Linked DNA regions of Sus scrofa: region 1 is linked to region 2. Evidence: chromatin contacts called from public promoter capture Hi-C data. All regions are on one chromosome and are shown on one strand. The core of a region is the stretch at or near the end of the contact, and the rest is flanking DNA. Distances in the headings are between cores, read along the strand shown. Region 1 holds the start of CHSY1 (chondroitin sulfate synthase 1). Region 2 overlaps CHSY1 (chondroitin sulfate synthase 1).

Evidence for each region. Promoter capture Hi-C pulls out the DNA fragments that hold promoters and counts their contacts.
Region 1: a contact with region 2 is called in a promoter capture Hi-C map of liver, with 7 times the contacts expected there. The contact joins the promoter of CHSY1 here to the enhancer-like site in region 2. A contact is called at or near these places in 1 of 5 promoter capture datasets (liver), 7 of 47 Hi-C or Micro-C datasets (embryonic fibroblasts, fibroblasts, liver and 1 more) and 2 of 2 datasets of contacts at active chromatin or transcription factors (alveolar macrophages and skeletal muscle).

What each region holds. Positions count from the first base shown.
Region 1 is chr1:139,801,746-139,806,567 of Sscrofa11.1, forward strand. CHSY1 (chondroitin sulfate synthase 1) reads right to left here and starts at 2,713. Exons shown (of 3, transcript NM_001244442.2): 1 at 2,391-2,713. The coding sequence starts at 2,713.
Region 2 is chr1:139,754,301-139,759,578 of Sscrofa11.1, forward strand. The region is part of intron 2 of CHSY1 (chondroitin sulfate synthase 1); the gene reads right to left. Among named protein-coding and RNA genes, the nearest start is that of CHSY1, 48 kb to the right of the region's middle. Within about 2 kb of position 2,116, at least 15 of the 83 cell types and tissues checked have an H3K27ac peak or open chromatin away from gene starts, as enhancers often do. A contact at or near this core is called in liver and skeletal muscle, where this site is marked.

The sequences.
Region 1 (4,822 bases), core at 1,463-3,962, 48 kb after region 2:
TAAGAGCTGAGTGTGGACTTCTGGCCCAGGCTGCAAAGCAGAGCAAAGCCATAATGATAAGTTACCTCCTATAAACTCTATGCCAATTCTGGCCTTCCTCTAGAGTTCCTTAAGGCTAAAATCGTCCTGTGCCACTCTTGCAGCCGGTCTAAACACAGGGTTGACAGGCTGAGAAGCACAGGACCTTAACCAGCAGGGCAGGTCCACCCCCAGGCACCAACGAATGTGACTGATTAAGATCAGAGGGATAGAAAGAAAGGTACTCAGGAAAGTCTACAGAATTACTAAGTAGGACACAGCATTTCCTAGCAAAGGTTTTATCAAAAAGGCAGAGTTGTCACAAAGAAGGGCCAGAGGGCCAATTGTGTTTCTACTCTTCCTTAACTGCCTTAAAGAAATTAAACAATGAGATAAAATCCTACATCCAAAAAGGATGTAGATTTGGAAAGAAGACCAGGAGTACAGCCGTAAGCCCATTGTAGAAATAGCAAGATAAAGGCCTCAAGCAAGATTAGGGCCTCAAGCATGGGTTTTGGGAAAAAATCATCTCCGAGTTTTAGGTCCAGTTTGCAGCATATCTTCTGAGCACTGCTAGTGTACCAGGACCCCTGATGGTTTGTATATATTGATTTTGTATCTATGAAAATGTATTGTTTGGGGGGCAGGGAATCATGCCATCTACTATTTGAACAAACTACTTTGGTAACTGTCCCAAAGTTGTAATTTCAAAGGACTTGTCACCAAATTACAATCATGGAGATTTACTTTCAAAGTCATGCTGTAAACAATTTATATAGTTCATTCTCAATTTCTGATGTAGAAGCTCTTCTTTCAAAAAGCACAATTCGTATAAAATTCCAAGTAAATTCTCAATACATCGGGGAGGAAACTTTGATCTTCGGGGTCTCAAATCTTGATCTTGGTCAAAATTATGCTACCTTTTCAGGCACTCAGGACCCTTCCTGACAGAACACAGGCTCTGCACTTAAGATCCTAATGGAAGAAGGTTCCTGCTGTGGCGCAGTGGATTAAGAATCTGACTGCAGTGGCCTGGGTCACCATGGAGGCTCAGTTCGATCACCAGCCTGGCACAGTGGGTTAAAGGACCCAGCGTTTCTGCAGCTGTAACTAGAATCCAATCCCTGACCCCAGAACTTCTATATACTGCAGGTACAGCCAAAAAAAAGGAAAAAAAAAAAAATCCTAATGGAAACACACAGGCAAGAATGGGGAACCAATGCACTGAAAGGACAGACAGTCTTTCATCTTCCTTTTCAATCCTTTACTTCCTTAAGAGGAATGGAAATCCATATATGCTTTTCCACCCACAGCATCCGACGCCTGAAAATTTAGACAGGAACTAGATTTAAACGCTTAAGTTATAGAGATACTGGTTATAAATTAAGAACCGACAGCAACCAGCTTGGCCTTGCTCAGCAATGACTGAGCAAGAGGCCATTCCCAGAGGATCTCCTGCACTGGTCTGTTCTATGGCTGGATCCCAAATCTTATCCCACAGGAAGCATTTCTATATTTCACACATATGAGGTTTCCATTAAATCCGTTTACTGAACCTACATCCTTCTTCTCCCTCAAATTCATTCCAATACAAATCTGCTATTCCAAATCCTCTCTCTTTCTCTCTTCTAAAGATTACTTTGGCTAATCCCTTTGTTAATCCTGAACATGATTCCAACCACTTTTATGACTCATATGGCCAACTAGAGCCCAGATACTGGCTAACACACACATCACCAAACTGGGCTAGTTAACACCAAATTTACCATGGACCAGGAACTGCTTTTCCCAAATATTCTCTTTCCAATTGCTCAACAGACCCCGGTGGGGTTGAGTGTGCAGAGGGCACTCCCCTCATTTACAGGAACGATTCCAACGGTGAAATCTACATGTGGAAGGGTTCTAACCAGATTAATTTAGATTGGCTCTAGTTCTGCAAGGCGAAAGATGGAGATTTCAGAGACTCAAGTAATAATCCCCACTGCCACCACTATCAGAGATACTGTGCCAAGTTTTCCCAACAACCTTAGGAGGGAAATGTTCAGTCAGGCTCATTGAACAAAGGAGAGTGAATATCTGGACAAGGAAAGCTTTAGCGCCTCACAGAAAGTCAGGGCGAGGACCACACCCAGAGGGGCCACCCTGGTATATCTGACCCCAAAAGCCCTTGCTCTTGAGCGCTGCGCTCACCATCCCGTCTCCGACCTCTGCTGCCAATGCCCAACATCGCCCAAGGGGCACCCCGATCCCACAGGAGCTCAGGAAGCCTTGGCTTTGGGAAGCCCTCATAGGCACAAGCCAAGGGCAGACACGCATGGCAGTTTGCTGGGATGCTGGATGCAGGGGGCGGTGCCCGGGGAGCAGGGGCTCACCTGTAGGCAGCCACCGCGCGGGTCTGCAGGTATTTCTGGGCGGTCATGACTCCCACGAAGAGAAAGTTCCTGTCGCGCTGGCCGCCATCCGCTGCCGGGCCGTGCGGCCAGAGCTGCGCCCCCCGCTCATCGCCTCGCGCCCCACCGGCCTGGGAAGCCGCGGCCGCTTGGCCGGGCCGGCAGCCCTCGGGACTGGCTCGGCGCCGCGGGCCCGCTCGCTTCAGCTCAGAGGCGCGGGGCAGGACTAGCCGCGAGGCCAGCACGAAGCCCAGCACGAGCCCGAGCAGCACGCTGAGCCAGGCGCGCCGGCCGCGCGCGGCCATGCCCGCGCCGCTCAGCCCGCCGGGCCGCCGCCGCCTCTGCAGGCTCCGCGAGTCCTCAGCCTGCCGCCCCCGCCCGCGGAGGCCAGCCCGCCCTAGCGCCGCGAGGCCCGGCCCGGGCAGCGCCGCGGCCGCCGCGGGCCCGCCGCGCCCATCGCGGCCCCCGAGCCGCACGCAGGCCCCACGCCGGTGCTTTGTTCCGCACGCCCACCCCGCCCGCCGAGGCCTGCGTCTTTAAGAGGGGACCATGCCCGGCGTGCGCCGGCAGCGTCTCCCGCGCGAGACGGCGGCGGCTCCTCCCGCTCGCGCGCGGGGGCGCGGGGCCAGTGCGACGGCCACGGCAGTGGCAGTCGAGTCCGGGCCCCCGTCTCGCCCTGCCTGCGTCCCCTGGCTGGCTTGACTCCGCTGGCGCTGCGCCCGCCTCCGTCCTCTTCGTGGCCGGCGCCGCTGCCGCCGCTGCACATCCTCCGGCTTAGCTCGCCATTGCAACAGGAGCCCTCACGTCACGCACGGCGCGTTTTGAAGCGGCCCCGGCGGCGGCGGAGCCTGGCCCCTCTCGGGATCCGTCCTCGCCGCCCGATTGGCGCAAAAGTGAATGGGGGGTGGTTCCCGTGGCCAAAGTTTGACAAAAAAAAAAAAAACCCTCCCGGCGGGCGCCCCACCTCGTCCCGCCCCGCCCGCGAGTTCTAAGGCGCTCGGCGCCGGCGGGGACACGGACCGCGGCGCCTTGCAGCCCGTTATCCGTATGGAGACCCCGCCCCCTCCGGCCGGTGCTCGGACTCCTGGCGGCGGCTACAGCAGCGGCATGAAGGCGTCTTGGTTCTGCTAGATGCATCGGTAACCTGCATCTTAGGCGGGATGTTTAAGAAGGGGCTTCTCGGTCCCCAAACTCTCCGCGACCACTTGCTCCTCCCGCATAGGCTGTCCTCGGGTAAACCCTGCCTTCAGCCGGGCGGACCCCACCGGCTACCTTCCCGCGTTTCTCCGGTTCACACTGCATCTTTGTTCCCGCCGCCCAGTGGGCCAGAGCGAGCACGTATAGAATCAACAGTTCAGGAGCCGTTTGAGACGTGCACGCTAGGAGAGTAGACGTGAATTCAGTCACCTTGTTCCAGGCCACTGGTTTCTAAGCTAAAAAAAAAAAAAAAAAAAGACTATCCTTAGTGTCCAAGCTCCTAACAGTACTAGCATTTAATGAATGTTGAAAAAATAGTAGGTGATGTTAATACTCTTTTAATTCACATTCTATGAAGACAGGTAGTCAGCTAATATCCCTCGTCACCTAGTATCCCTACTCTGAATCTTTGTCAATATTTTAACATAGTTCGTCCATAAGAGCTCCGTGGATTTCTAAAGACAGGTTTAGAATCGGTTGTAGAACCGGATTCTCTGTGATAGATTTTAAATTTGATGCATTTTCTCAAAAAAAAAAAAAAAAACTCAGCTAAAGTAACAAAAGCTGAGAAAGTACCCATACAACAAGTGTTTGTGTAAACATTAGTCTTATTACTTTAGTTGCCAGTGTATTGGGCTTTCTTTCTTTTTAAATGAAACTCCCAAAGAGTAAAGTATTTTCCTGGCCATGACGACCTCCCTTCATTTAATCAAATGAACCTAGGAATTAGGGACAGAAAATAAGCATGTTTGGGGTAAATCTTGGATCTTTCTTCACTGCTAAGATGACCAAATGATTGAAATATTACACAATTTAAAGTGCCACCTTGTGGGAGGTATAGATACCATCTCTGCCATTGAATGGTGGTCACTCTTGTTTATTCTTTGGATTTTACCACTTTCTTTGGCACTTGTAATTTATGTCAGAAATAGTTCATTACCCACCTTCCCACAGACTCCCTCCCTAAGAGGTGATCCACATCTAAAAATAAAATACTCATTATGCTGCCAATACAGGATTCCAACAGTGGTCTTGAGAAAAATACAGAACACATAACCATGAATTACAGACTCAAAAACCATCCATAGGGGTTTCCAGTAAGACCATAAGCCACAAATACCGAGTAGTCACAAGATCCCCCAAATTCAGCAGCAGCCCCATAATTCATAATGATCTCCACAGAGCACAAAGGCTGGCAAGATACAGATGTTCTGTTG
Region 2 (5,278 bases), core at 866-3,365:
CATTTATATAAAGTTAAATTATCAGAGCATCATACATCAAACATAAAACCAAAACTACAAACAAAACTGACCCCCCTAGAACTGAGTTCCCAATTTTAGCATTAACCTTTCTAACCAAAACTGCGTTCCTTTCTTGTCCTGTCCCTGTTCCCTTTAGGACTAAGAAGAATCACAGAAAGTGAGGACTGAAACCAAGCAGGACCCTGTGGGGCTCTCCCTAGTACAAAAACCCCTCTGTCTCTCCCTGGCCCTGTTCGTAGAGAAAAGGTCTCGTAGAGAAAAGGTCTCGGAGGCCTTCCCTGAGTTCCAAAGAGCAGATTCAAAAGTCACTAATTAGGAGAGTGAGAGACTGCAGAAACAAAGGAAAAGCAATCCCACAAGAAAAGCAAAGATAGCTTGAACAACAGCAATAACACAGAGACCTAGTTTCTCTTTAGCGACATACCTAACAATCCAACGCAAATCTCCCGAGTTGTTCTGCAGAAACTAAGGCCTCCACCCAGGTGGAGGATGCTGACTACTCCTGACCACAAGCATGTAGCCCCCGGACTAGCTGGAATCAGAAGGTTCAAGATTAAGACTCCAGAGACCCCTCCCCATGTAAACTCACTACCAACCCATAGAAGAAGTTCATGCCCCCTGCAGAACCACATCCTAAACACTGCCTTTAAAAGCTCTTCCCCACAAGCCATTGAAAAGTTTGGGTCTTTAGAGTCGAACTGTCTGCTCTCCTTGCTTGGTGCCCTGTGAATAAACGCTGCACTTTCTTTCACCACAGCCAGATGTCAGTAGATTGGCTTTCCTGGGTATGAGTGAGTGGACCCAAGTTTGGTTCTCTGATGCAACTATAATATACTGACAACCAGTTCCTAACAGGCAGTGATTCTTTTTTTTTTTTTTTTTAAGGGCTGCACCTGCAGAAGTTCCCCAGACTAGAGGTCGAATCAGAGCTACAGCTGCTGGCCTATACCACAGCCACAGCAATGTGGGATCTGAGCCATGTCTGCAACCTATACCACAGCTCACCGCAATACAGCATCCCTGACTAACTGAGTAAGTCCAGGGATCGAACCTGCATCCTCCTGGATACTAGTCAGATTTGTTTCCACTGCGCCACAACAGGAACTCTCTAAGCAATGACTCTTGCCAGTGGAAATGCTTGGCAGAAACTTCTTTCCTATTTGGATGTCATATTAGGAGCTTTTTAACCTGAAAAATGGCATTGCACAACTGTACGTCTTCAATATCTGACCCTGGGACACGGCCATGATTTCATGATTTCTGAAAGTGATATCCAGAAGCCTTACACTTGCAACCTGAGAAACAAAACCCAACTGCCCAAAGAGAAAAGACTGCTCTGGATTCACTACAGGAGGTAAAGATTTCTTTGGGTCATGTGGCACAGACTTGATGGCCAGGATCTGTCCTCCCTCTCAGGGGAGACTGGGCCTGGCTTTGGCTGCCTGCCCTCCCCATCCAGTCAGGTGTGACCACACACCGAAGTTCTCCCCAGGGTTGGGAGTGGAAGCAATATGCTGCCATGCCAGGTGGTGTCTCCTCAAGGCCTAGATCTGTCTCTCCAGGCTCTGGTCCCCTCCTATGGCTACAGCTGGAGCACCATGACCATGTGGCTCTGGATGAGGCAATAGGCAAAGCAGAGAAAGAAAAGCAATGTCTCCGCCACCATCTACCATCCTGGAATATACACCTGTTCTAGACTGTCACTCAAGAGAGAAATTAACTACTGTCTATCCCCACTGTGTTCCTCAGAGGAACAACTGTTACAGTGTTTAGCCCTCTTGTAAATTATGTAAGTCCTAAATCTGCCTCCTATATTAAACATGTGAGGCAATGAGGTAACTGTAATTAACACGCACTCTGCAGGATGACACCTCACAAAAATTACAACTGCAACTATTTTCTGAACAGCTTTTTACATATTTCATGTAATCTCATGCCGGCTCTGGGGATTATTCCCATTTAATAAAAGATACAAAAAGAGCTTCAAGAAACTGGCTAAATTGACAAGGAAACAGTAACAGTAGAGCCAAGATCTAAAACACTCGTGTCTGTAACTAGAGCAGAGGTCAGCAAACCATGGCCCACGGGCTGAAATCCGAAATTGGCTTTCTGCCTGTGAAAGTTCTGCTGGAATACTGCCATGCTCATTTGTGGAGCTGCTGTCTCTGGCTGCTTTGGTTGGGACAGAGCCCTTATGAAAGAGCCCACAAAGCCTAAAATATTTACTGTCTGGTCCTTGACAGAAGAAGCCCACTCACCCCTGATCTAAAGCCATATACTAACCATCACAGAGTCTCCGCTCACTGGACCCAGCCAGACATGCACAGACTTTGCCCAAGAAAACACTCCCCACTGTGGTTTCCGTCCCACCCCCACCATGGCTCAACTCGTCCACAGCCCATGTCTTCTTGTTCTCTGTTCCTGACCCCCAATTCTGCAGTGCCAGGGTGAGCCCCACACCACCACCTGTTACATCTGGCAAGTCCCATGCTGGTAGCTTCCTACCTTCTCAACGCTAACACAGCACCTTCAGAAAAAGTAATTTCAAAATTAAAATTTCAGATAAGCCACTTAAAATTCTCTTGTGGTGTGGTGAGTTATGGTTCCAGTGTTGTCACTGCAGCAGCTCAGGTTGCTGCTGTGGTGCAGGTTCAATCCCTAGCCTGGGAACTTCCACAGGCCGTAGATGCAGCCAAAAAAAAAAAAAAAAAAAAAGAAAGAAAGAAAAAAAATCCACATTTGATTCAAGCTGAGTTAAAAACCTGAAAGTAATAACCACCAGAAGCAGAAAACACAGCACATCAAATTCTGCATGCCTTATACTTTGTGGTATCCATTTATTCTACACTGGTTTTGTGCATAAAAGGCAGTTTCAAGAGACTAAAAACGGACACAGTACTCCCCAAAATAGAACCCTCAAAGACCAGGAACAGCAGGGTTATGTTCATTTTATCTCTGTTTCTAACCAACATGAGAGCTACATCAGCAACTGGGTATGAATGAGTCACAAAAGCTCTTGAAAGAATCATTCTGAATAAGATGAAACAAAAAGTGACTTCATTCACACAATTGATTTCATATACTGAATATCGTTTGAATATATACGCCAGGCATAGCTGCATAGTTACCCACTACACTACAGCATGAAGTAAAAACTTAATTTCAAACACTCATCATTGTTCAGGTGACAATCTAGACCGAGTAAGACAAAATGTCATTGCCATCGGTAGTCATTTCATCAGCCAATTTACTTGCAGAAGTTTTAAAAATTTTCATTGTCCTGAGTTTCAAGGTAAAAAATAAATTCTGAGCCCCTCCCAAAATTACCAGCCATTGAAAATTATTAGGGTTTGCTGTGTTCTAACATCCAACTTGACTGGTAAATATGCTGCAAAGGGGAGAGACGCTGAGGCCTGCTGCTTCTCACAGGCTATGTGTCCTTAAAAAAGTCTCAGTTTAACAGGGAAGTAAGGAAGCTGAAATAAAAAGTCCTTTCCAGAGTTACAATTCAGGGCAAATGAAAAATACAAACAAGATGCGGGGGATCATTCAAAGACTGCTATCCAGGACAATAAAAACAGGCACTGTCTGACAAGGATGCCTGCCCGCCCTTGCCTCCACCCCCAAACCAGTGACCCAACTGGACAAGGCAGCCCCAGTCTTTCCAACAGGCCCCCTCTTCTGCAGCCTGACAGCAAGGGTCCTGGTCAGTTCTAACCCCCTCAGGTCTCTTTGCATTCTGGCCACCTCCACCCACCAATTTCTGGTAAGCAGCCTCCCCCTCTCCACACAGGAGGATCTCCTGGCTTGGCGGGCCTCCTGGGTAGCTCCTATTCACCTGGGACGTGGTCCTTTCCAGAGCCCTCATCTGTGGGCCCCAGCACCTGGGAATGGTCACATGACACCCCACTGCCTGTGTCCCAGCTCTCCTGCAGAGGGTCTCCCGAAGTGCGGCCACAGGTGTGGGAGGTGGGGAGGGTTTGACAGGAGACGGAGGATGAATCCTGAATTCTCCCACAGAGCAGGAATTCTCCACTCGGAGCACATGCCAGAACCATCTGGTACTCTGATGCACGTCCCTGGCAAGGCCACTCTAAAGGATATCATGAAGCTGGTGTTGGGGAAGGGAGCCTGAGAAAGGGCTGCCCACCACAACTCTGCCTGAGCCCTTTCCATGAACACCACCGTGAAGGCACCCTGGCAGGAAGGAGGAACAGATGGGGGACAAACGAATAGGCTAGAAAGGACTGCATAAGAAAGCTGCCCCAAATGGGGAGGACACTGGTTAGTAATTCCTGCCTGGCTCCCTGGGGTCTTTAGGGGTTTGTCTGCTGCTTAATGGGTGAAGGAATGGGCTCCTCTTCCAGCAGGAAGAGCGGGCAGAGGCACCAAGGCAAAGGAGCTAAATCTTGGGAGTGCTGTAGCTATGAGTCACTAGATGGAGAAGTGACAAGAGGCTGAAGCACCAGCATGGCAGACAGGGGAGAAACACAGACAGGCGTTCCCTGGCAGTTCTGGGGCCCAGCCTGGTAGGGGCTGCCCTTCTCTCTTTATTGGAGGGATGTGTTCTCAGACGCCAGGCTAATCAGATGGAAAGGAAAGCTGTCACCTTCCACCTTTCCTGGAGGCTGCCTTCATACCCTCCCAGCAGTGACAAGGACAGGTTAGAAATGATCAGGCCAGTAGCACAGGGGCCAGAGCCATCACCACAGCTGGAGACAAGCCTCAGCCCTCTGACTGCACTGCAGTTTTCAATCCCAGCTAATGTGATGGGTCACACTGCATTCCATGAGCTTTAGAAACTTCAGAGGCTGCTCTGACAAGCTCTCAGCCTCCCCAGCCTGCCAAGGAGGGAAGAAGTGGCAGGCCTGGGAGGGGATCTGGGGACTTAGCAGCCAAGTCTGCAGGGAAGGGCCAGGGCATTTGTGACCGCTGGCAGCACTCACCATGGGACAAGTTGACTCAATTTAGGTGTTGGTTTGGTTTTTTTTCTTTTCTTTTTTTATACTTTAAAAAGGCAATTTACAAATAGCAGTTGACGTGTTCTGAAATTGTGGAGAGGTAGTTAAGCTTGAAGAATAAAGATGGTGAAACGATGACCAATTATTAATAGGGACCTGTTTAATAGAAAACATGCAAGGAAAACAACTCCCCCAATACTGGTGAGATAAACTGTTTTTATGTTTTAGATGTCTCTTTCTACCTGGTATGAACCAGCTATAATTTTTTTTTGGAGGGGGGGAATGCCATGATCTTT